Regions from separate parts of the Danio rerio genome. Here region 2 is linked to region 1. The links are chromatin contacts, called in public Hi-C maps. All regions are on one chromosome and are shown on one strand. Each heading gives the region's core, a stretch centred on a gene start, on an enhancer-like site or on the middle of the called end of the contact. The rest is flanking DNA. Distances are from core to core; before and after follow the strand shown. Region 1 has its middle 34 kb from the start of slc7a11. Region 2 holds the start of pcdh18b (protocadherin 18b).

Region 1 (2,938 bases), core at 238-2,737:
TTATTTATTTATTTATTTATTTATTTATTTATTTGTTTGTTCATTCGTTCGTTCTTTTGTTTGTTTTTTTACATTTATTCAGCAGAAACGCAATGAATTAAATGACAAACTAGTTTTAACTCAAAAAATCCTCAGAAGTTTCTTTGAAAATATGAAGCTGAAACAAATGTTTCATTTCTAAAGTAGTTACTGCTGTCTGTAGTAACTCATCATGTTGAAGAAATGATTAGTAATGATGCTGAAAATTCATCATTGAATTACAAGGATAAAATATTTTAAAATATCTTCACACAAAATAATTACATTTATACATATCTATTATAAATAATATTTAATGTATTGTAAATTAAATGTCATATTTTTCAATGTAAACTATATTTTACAGTCACATTATTTCACAAACAAATATATATATTTAGTTCTCATACACTGCATTTGCACTGCATGTGATAATATGTCAATTATAATGGTGTATTTTATTTATTTATTTATTTGTTTGTTTATTTATTTATTTATTTATTTGTTTGTTTGTTTATTTATTTATTTATTTATTTATTTATTTGCCTATTTGTTTGTTTGTCTGTTTGTTTATTTGTTGTTGTTGTTGTTGTTGTTGTTGTTGTTGTTGTTGTTGTTGTTATTATTGAGCAACATGGTGGCTCAGTGGTTAGCACTGTCACCTCACAGCAAGAAGGTTGCTGATTCGAGTCCTAAGCTGGCATTTCTGTGTGGAGTTTGCAATATGAATGAACTGAATAAACTAACTTGGCCATAGTATATGTGCGTGAATGAGAGTGTTTGGATGTTTCCCAGTACTGGGTTGCAGCTGGAAAGGCATTCGCTGTATAAAACATATGAGTGATAAGGCGACAGTTCATTCCGCTGAAGGAAAATAAATGAATGAATTCTTATTCATTCATACATTAATTTTCTTTTCGGCTAAGTCCCTTTATTAACCAGGGGTCGCCACAGTGGAATGAACCGCCAACATGTCCAGCATATGTTTTACGCAGCGAATGCTTTTCACGCTGCAACCCATCACTGGGATGTATTATTATTATTATTATTATTATTATTATTATTATTGTTATTATTACCAAATTTTAAAAAAATTAAAAAACAGTCCATTCTGATATCTTAGTCATTTCCACTGTCTCTTAAGTGACCTCTATATCAGCACAGAGCACTGTGTCCCTCATACTCCATCTAGGGAAGATTGTAGGCTGAAAATCCGATGAAAAGTCTGTGGTGATGTATAACTGTGCTAACCGCACTGTACACCTGCCCCTCCAGTCTGTGTGAATGAACTGGTGTGTGCAGACATGCTTCTCCTTGTTGTAATGGCATAAGGCCCGTCCCTGGAGCTGGCCTCCTCTTGATGTTGTTGTACCGGGCAGATGTCCAACAATGGCAGGGATGTACTGTATGTTCACTCGAGTGTGTTTGCGTGTGTGTGTTAGTGCGCTGGGCCGGTGCCATGATCTTGGCACTCGATCCTGGTTCACCAGCTTCAACTTATTCACAAAGTCATTTGAGCCGTGCTGCCTGCGATACGAGACCCCTGGTGCTGCCAAAACACACACACACACTTTAACACACAAGCTCACGTTGATATGATTATGTGGGTGAACTAACATTTTCAACCTCAGCCATCTCATTTTTTAAAACTTTTTCTTACTGTATTCTTTTCTAGGAGGCTATGTACAGTAAGTGAGGTATTAAATAAGGAAATATTAAATCATCATAGTGAAATGGTTCAATCATTCTGGTGCAAACATTGGCTGCAGTAAAAATTGAATTGGGTTTTGCATGTCTGTTATTTCAGTCACTGGTCCACAATTGATAGTTTTCAAGTGACATCACACCATTGGGGGAATACAATACATCTCCCACTGACCACCAAGTTACAGACTGAGTGATATATATATATATTTTTTTTTTTTTAGCCAAAAAGCTGGGTAATTGTTGTGCAATAACATAGATTTTTACTAGGAGATATGGAGAGACATATTTTCTGCCTGTGCAGTACGTCTAAAGAATTTTTTAATAGAAAGAACAGCCAGAAAGGAAAAATTTATGGATTTGTGCCAAATGGCAGCATCAAGGATGGATGGATGGATGAAGAGATGGAGGGCTAAATGGATAGACAGATTGATGTATGTATTGGTGGATGGAAAGATGGATGTATGCAAAGAAAGATGGATAGAGGGCTAAATTGATAGACAGATATATCAATAAATAAACGGATGGATGGATGGATGGATGTTGGGATGAGTGGATGAATGAATAGATGGATTGATAAACAGATGGATAGTGGGATGGATGGATGGATGGATGGATAGATGGTGGGATGAATGGATGAATGAATAGATGTATTGATAAACAGATGGATAGTGGGATGGATGGATGGATGGATGGATGGTGGGATGAATGGATGAATGAATAGATGGATTGATAAACAGATGGATAGTGGGATGGATGGATGGATGGATGGATGAATGGATGGATGGATGGATGGATGGGCAGATCAATGGATGGAGAAATTAATAGGCAGAGGGATGGATGGATAAATAGACAGACGGATGGATGAATGGGTGGATAGATATATTTATAGGTAGACAGATAGATTGATGATAGATGAATGGATGTATAGATGAATTGTTAAACGGATGGATGGATGGATGGATGGATGGATGGATGGATGGATGGATGGATGGATGGATGGATGGATGGATGGATGGATAGATGATTGGATGGATGGATGCATAGCAATCTATGATACCTATATGCAATTAAAGAATAAATTAAAATGCAAAGTCAATGTATGAATAGAAGAAGTGAACAAATTGATTTTCCCTAACAGCAAATATAACTTTTAAGCAAAATAAATGCATAAGCAAATATAAACACAGACACTTGCCTACTAAATTGCTGCGGA
Region 2 (2,938 bases), core at 289-2,788, 230 kb before region 1:
TGTTCTCAGACTTGAAGATTTCATATCGGCTCTTTTCAAAGCGGGGAGGGTTGTCATTTTCATCCTGCACCTGCACTGTGAAGTGTTTGATGGTGGATAGGCTTGGCGTGCCACGGTCTTCGGCGATCACCGTCAAGCTATATTCAGAGCGTTTCTCACGGTCCAGAGACACATTTGTGAGAATCATGTAGTTGTTCTCGTAGGTCTTCTGCAGGCGAAAATGCCCATGGCCATGAAGACGGCACACAACCTCACCGTTTATACCCGAGTCACTGTCATCCACTCGCACTAATGCGATGAAGGTATCAACAGGGGAGGCCTCTGAGATGTAGGCCACCTCCTCTTTGCCCTGAGTCATGAGGTTGATGTTGATTTTTGGCTTGTTGTCGTTGACGTCGACCACTTTGATTATTATTTTACAGTGGCCTGGAATGGAGTTGGGACCCATATCCTGAGCCTGCACATCTATTTCATATGAAGACGTGGTTTCGTAGTCAACTTTCTTAATAAGAGTGATGTGGCCATTATCTGGGTTAATTTTGAAAGTCTCTAGGATTTTGGGGGGCACGTGGCTGCTGAAAGAATACACGATTTTGCCATTATTGCCTTCATCCGGGTCTGTAGCGTTCAAGTCTACCAAGAGCGTCCCCAGTGATGAATTTTCCAGGAGGTTGACCACGTAAGCCTGCTCGTCAAACGCCGGGCTATTATCGTTGGAATCAGATATGCTGATTTTAAGCAGAGTTGAGCCAGATTTCGGCGGTACGCCAGAGTCTGAAGCTGTGAGTTGTAGTTGATAACTGGACTGTGTTTCCCTGTCAAGTTCTCTCATTACAACAAGGTCCGCGTACTTTGCGCCGTCCGTTCGCGTCCTGATATCGATTTTGAAAAAGTTATTCCGAGTGAGCGAGTAGGTGTGCAGCGCGTTTTCCCCGACATCCGGGTCTACCGCGCTATCCAGAGGGAAGCGTGTGCCCACAGACGCGCTCTCGGATATCTCTATAGGGATGATGGCGCGCGAAAACTGCGGAGCGTTGTCGTTGATGTCCAACACTTCCACTTGAATGTGAAACAGTTGGAGGTATTCTGTGGGAATAGTAATCACGTCGAACTCGATAGTGCAGTTTAAGTTTTTCTCACAAAGCTTTTCTCGGTCGATTTTGGTGGCTATGCTGATCTCTCCGTCCTCCTCGCGCACGGAGAGCAGAGGGGTGCTGCCTCTCTGCATCGCTCTGAAGCGCGGAGACACGGAGCTCGGGAGTTTGGCTAACAGACCGGCTACATCCTCTTTCAGCCTGGCGATTACCGTCCCAACTCTTTGCTCTTCCAGAACTTTGTATTTTAAAGTCTTCCCCGAAACATTGTGCGCCACGGCCGCCAGAAGCATAAGTTTCAGAAGCGTCTTGCAAAACAAAACATTCCAGTCGCTGGAGTGCTTAGTTGTTCCCATATTTGAAGACGTGCGCGAAGTTGTTATTCCACACACACAGAAGACTGGCTGGTGGATTGTTCGGTGTAGATTAAAGCATGATAAATCCTCGAATGCTGTGCATAGATTTCAAGCAAAAGCGTGTAGAGTGGTGGAACCAGCACTCCCCCTCTCTCCGCGTTTTCAGTGGCTCAGAAGAAGCATCAGGACGCGGTATTGCGGCTGCACACATCCACTTTCCTCTCCGTCTGACTGTGTGTGAGTTGGTGCGCGGGTGTGTGGGAGGCGCAGCTCCTTGCGCGCGCGCGAGTGTGTGTGTGTGTGTGTGCTCTGTCTGTGACTCTGAGAACACTGACTAGCCCCTTGCAGCTCACCTCAGACCGTGGCCCCCACCCTCTCCAAACTCCAGCCTCCTCTCCTCGCCCCACGGCTGTACATCCCTGAAAAGAAAAGAAAAGAAAAGAAAAGGGTGAATGAAGGAAAGAAAGAGCAGTGATTGTGGTGGAGCTGGCAAGCAGATCTCGCCATGAGGAGGACAGAGTTTCAGAAGTGTGCCATAACAATAGAAAATAGACACATGTATTCAAGGCCAACGTTTCTCGTGTCACCCTGGCACACTTTGGGTTACTTCTTACTTTACTAATGTTTTCATTATTGTAACATATTTGTTTCCACCAATTTAACTTAGAATTTGCGTCATTTTAAAGATTTAAAGCGTTTTCTTTCGACTTTTAACTTTAAATAAAGTGATTTTACGCGCAATGCACACTACAATCATTTTGATTCCCCCAAAAAGATTAGCAGTTAAACCTTTTACATTGTTATCGTGTTTTAAATCGTAAGTTTGAAATACTTTAATATTTAATAATGCGTAAAAATAACTACCCGTTATAATATTGCGCACATATTATACTATGCAGTATATAGTACTATTGCACACAGCTATCTCAAAAAAAGTTTAATCTCATGCTATAATGGTGAGTATGACGGGGAACTGGAGGATATCTGGGAACCCATCAGCGCGCTATTGTGTCTCGTGGAGAAATCTGCGCGCGTGGCGAATCGCGCGCTTTGAAAAGGATTCCCCCAACCTCCGTTAACCCCCAGTCAATGTGATTTCTCATAGAGGTCACACTCTCCCCCCAGTGAACAATGCCACTTTACGACTCACCATCTCTGATTCCACCGCATTAGCATCATCATGCGCGTTCACCCACAAACAAAAAGCAAACATGAGCTTCTGGAAGTTTCAGGGCCATCTGGTTCGAATGTCCAGAAAAGCAAAATCATATCAGTCTTGCAAGAAATACTTATTTTTCAAAAGTGCAAGAATGGAATTTTCACTTAATGCTTTTAGCTAACAAACCTACGCGAACTTTTTGCCCGTGACGCATCTTTTCCGTTGCGCTTAGTGCGTTTTGTTGTTGCGCGCAAACACTCGATGTTTCAAATACTATATGTTCAGTTGCATCCTGATTTTATCTTAATGTTTATACAAGATGCGTTCTG

Evidence for each region. Hi-C and Micro-C count contacts between places; a contact is called where the count stands out from the background.
Region 2: a contact with region 1 is called in a Hi-C map of an unstated tissue, with 8 times the contacts expected there. The contact joins the promoter of pcdh18b here to the enhancer-like site in region 1. A contact is called at or near these places in 3 of 18 Hi-C or Micro-C datasets (caudal fin, embryo and an unstated tissue) and 2 of 4 datasets of contacts at active chromatin or transcription factors (caudal fin and embryo).

What each region holds. Positions count from the first base shown.
Region 1 is chr14:46,520,355-46,523,292 of GRCz12tu, reverse strand. It overlaps a transcript of fgfrl1b not described here. Among named protein-coding and RNA genes, the nearest start is that of slc7a11, 34 kb to the right of the region's middle. Within about 2 kb of position 1,487, at least 13 of the 62 cell types and tissues checked have an H3K27ac peak or open chromatin away from gene starts, as enhancers often do.
Region 2 is chr14:46,749,609-46,752,546 of GRCz12tu, reverse strand. pcdh18b (protocadherin 18b) reads right to left here and starts at 1,538. Exons shown (of 4, transcript NM_001115099.1): 1 at 1-1,538. The coding sequence starts at 1,450.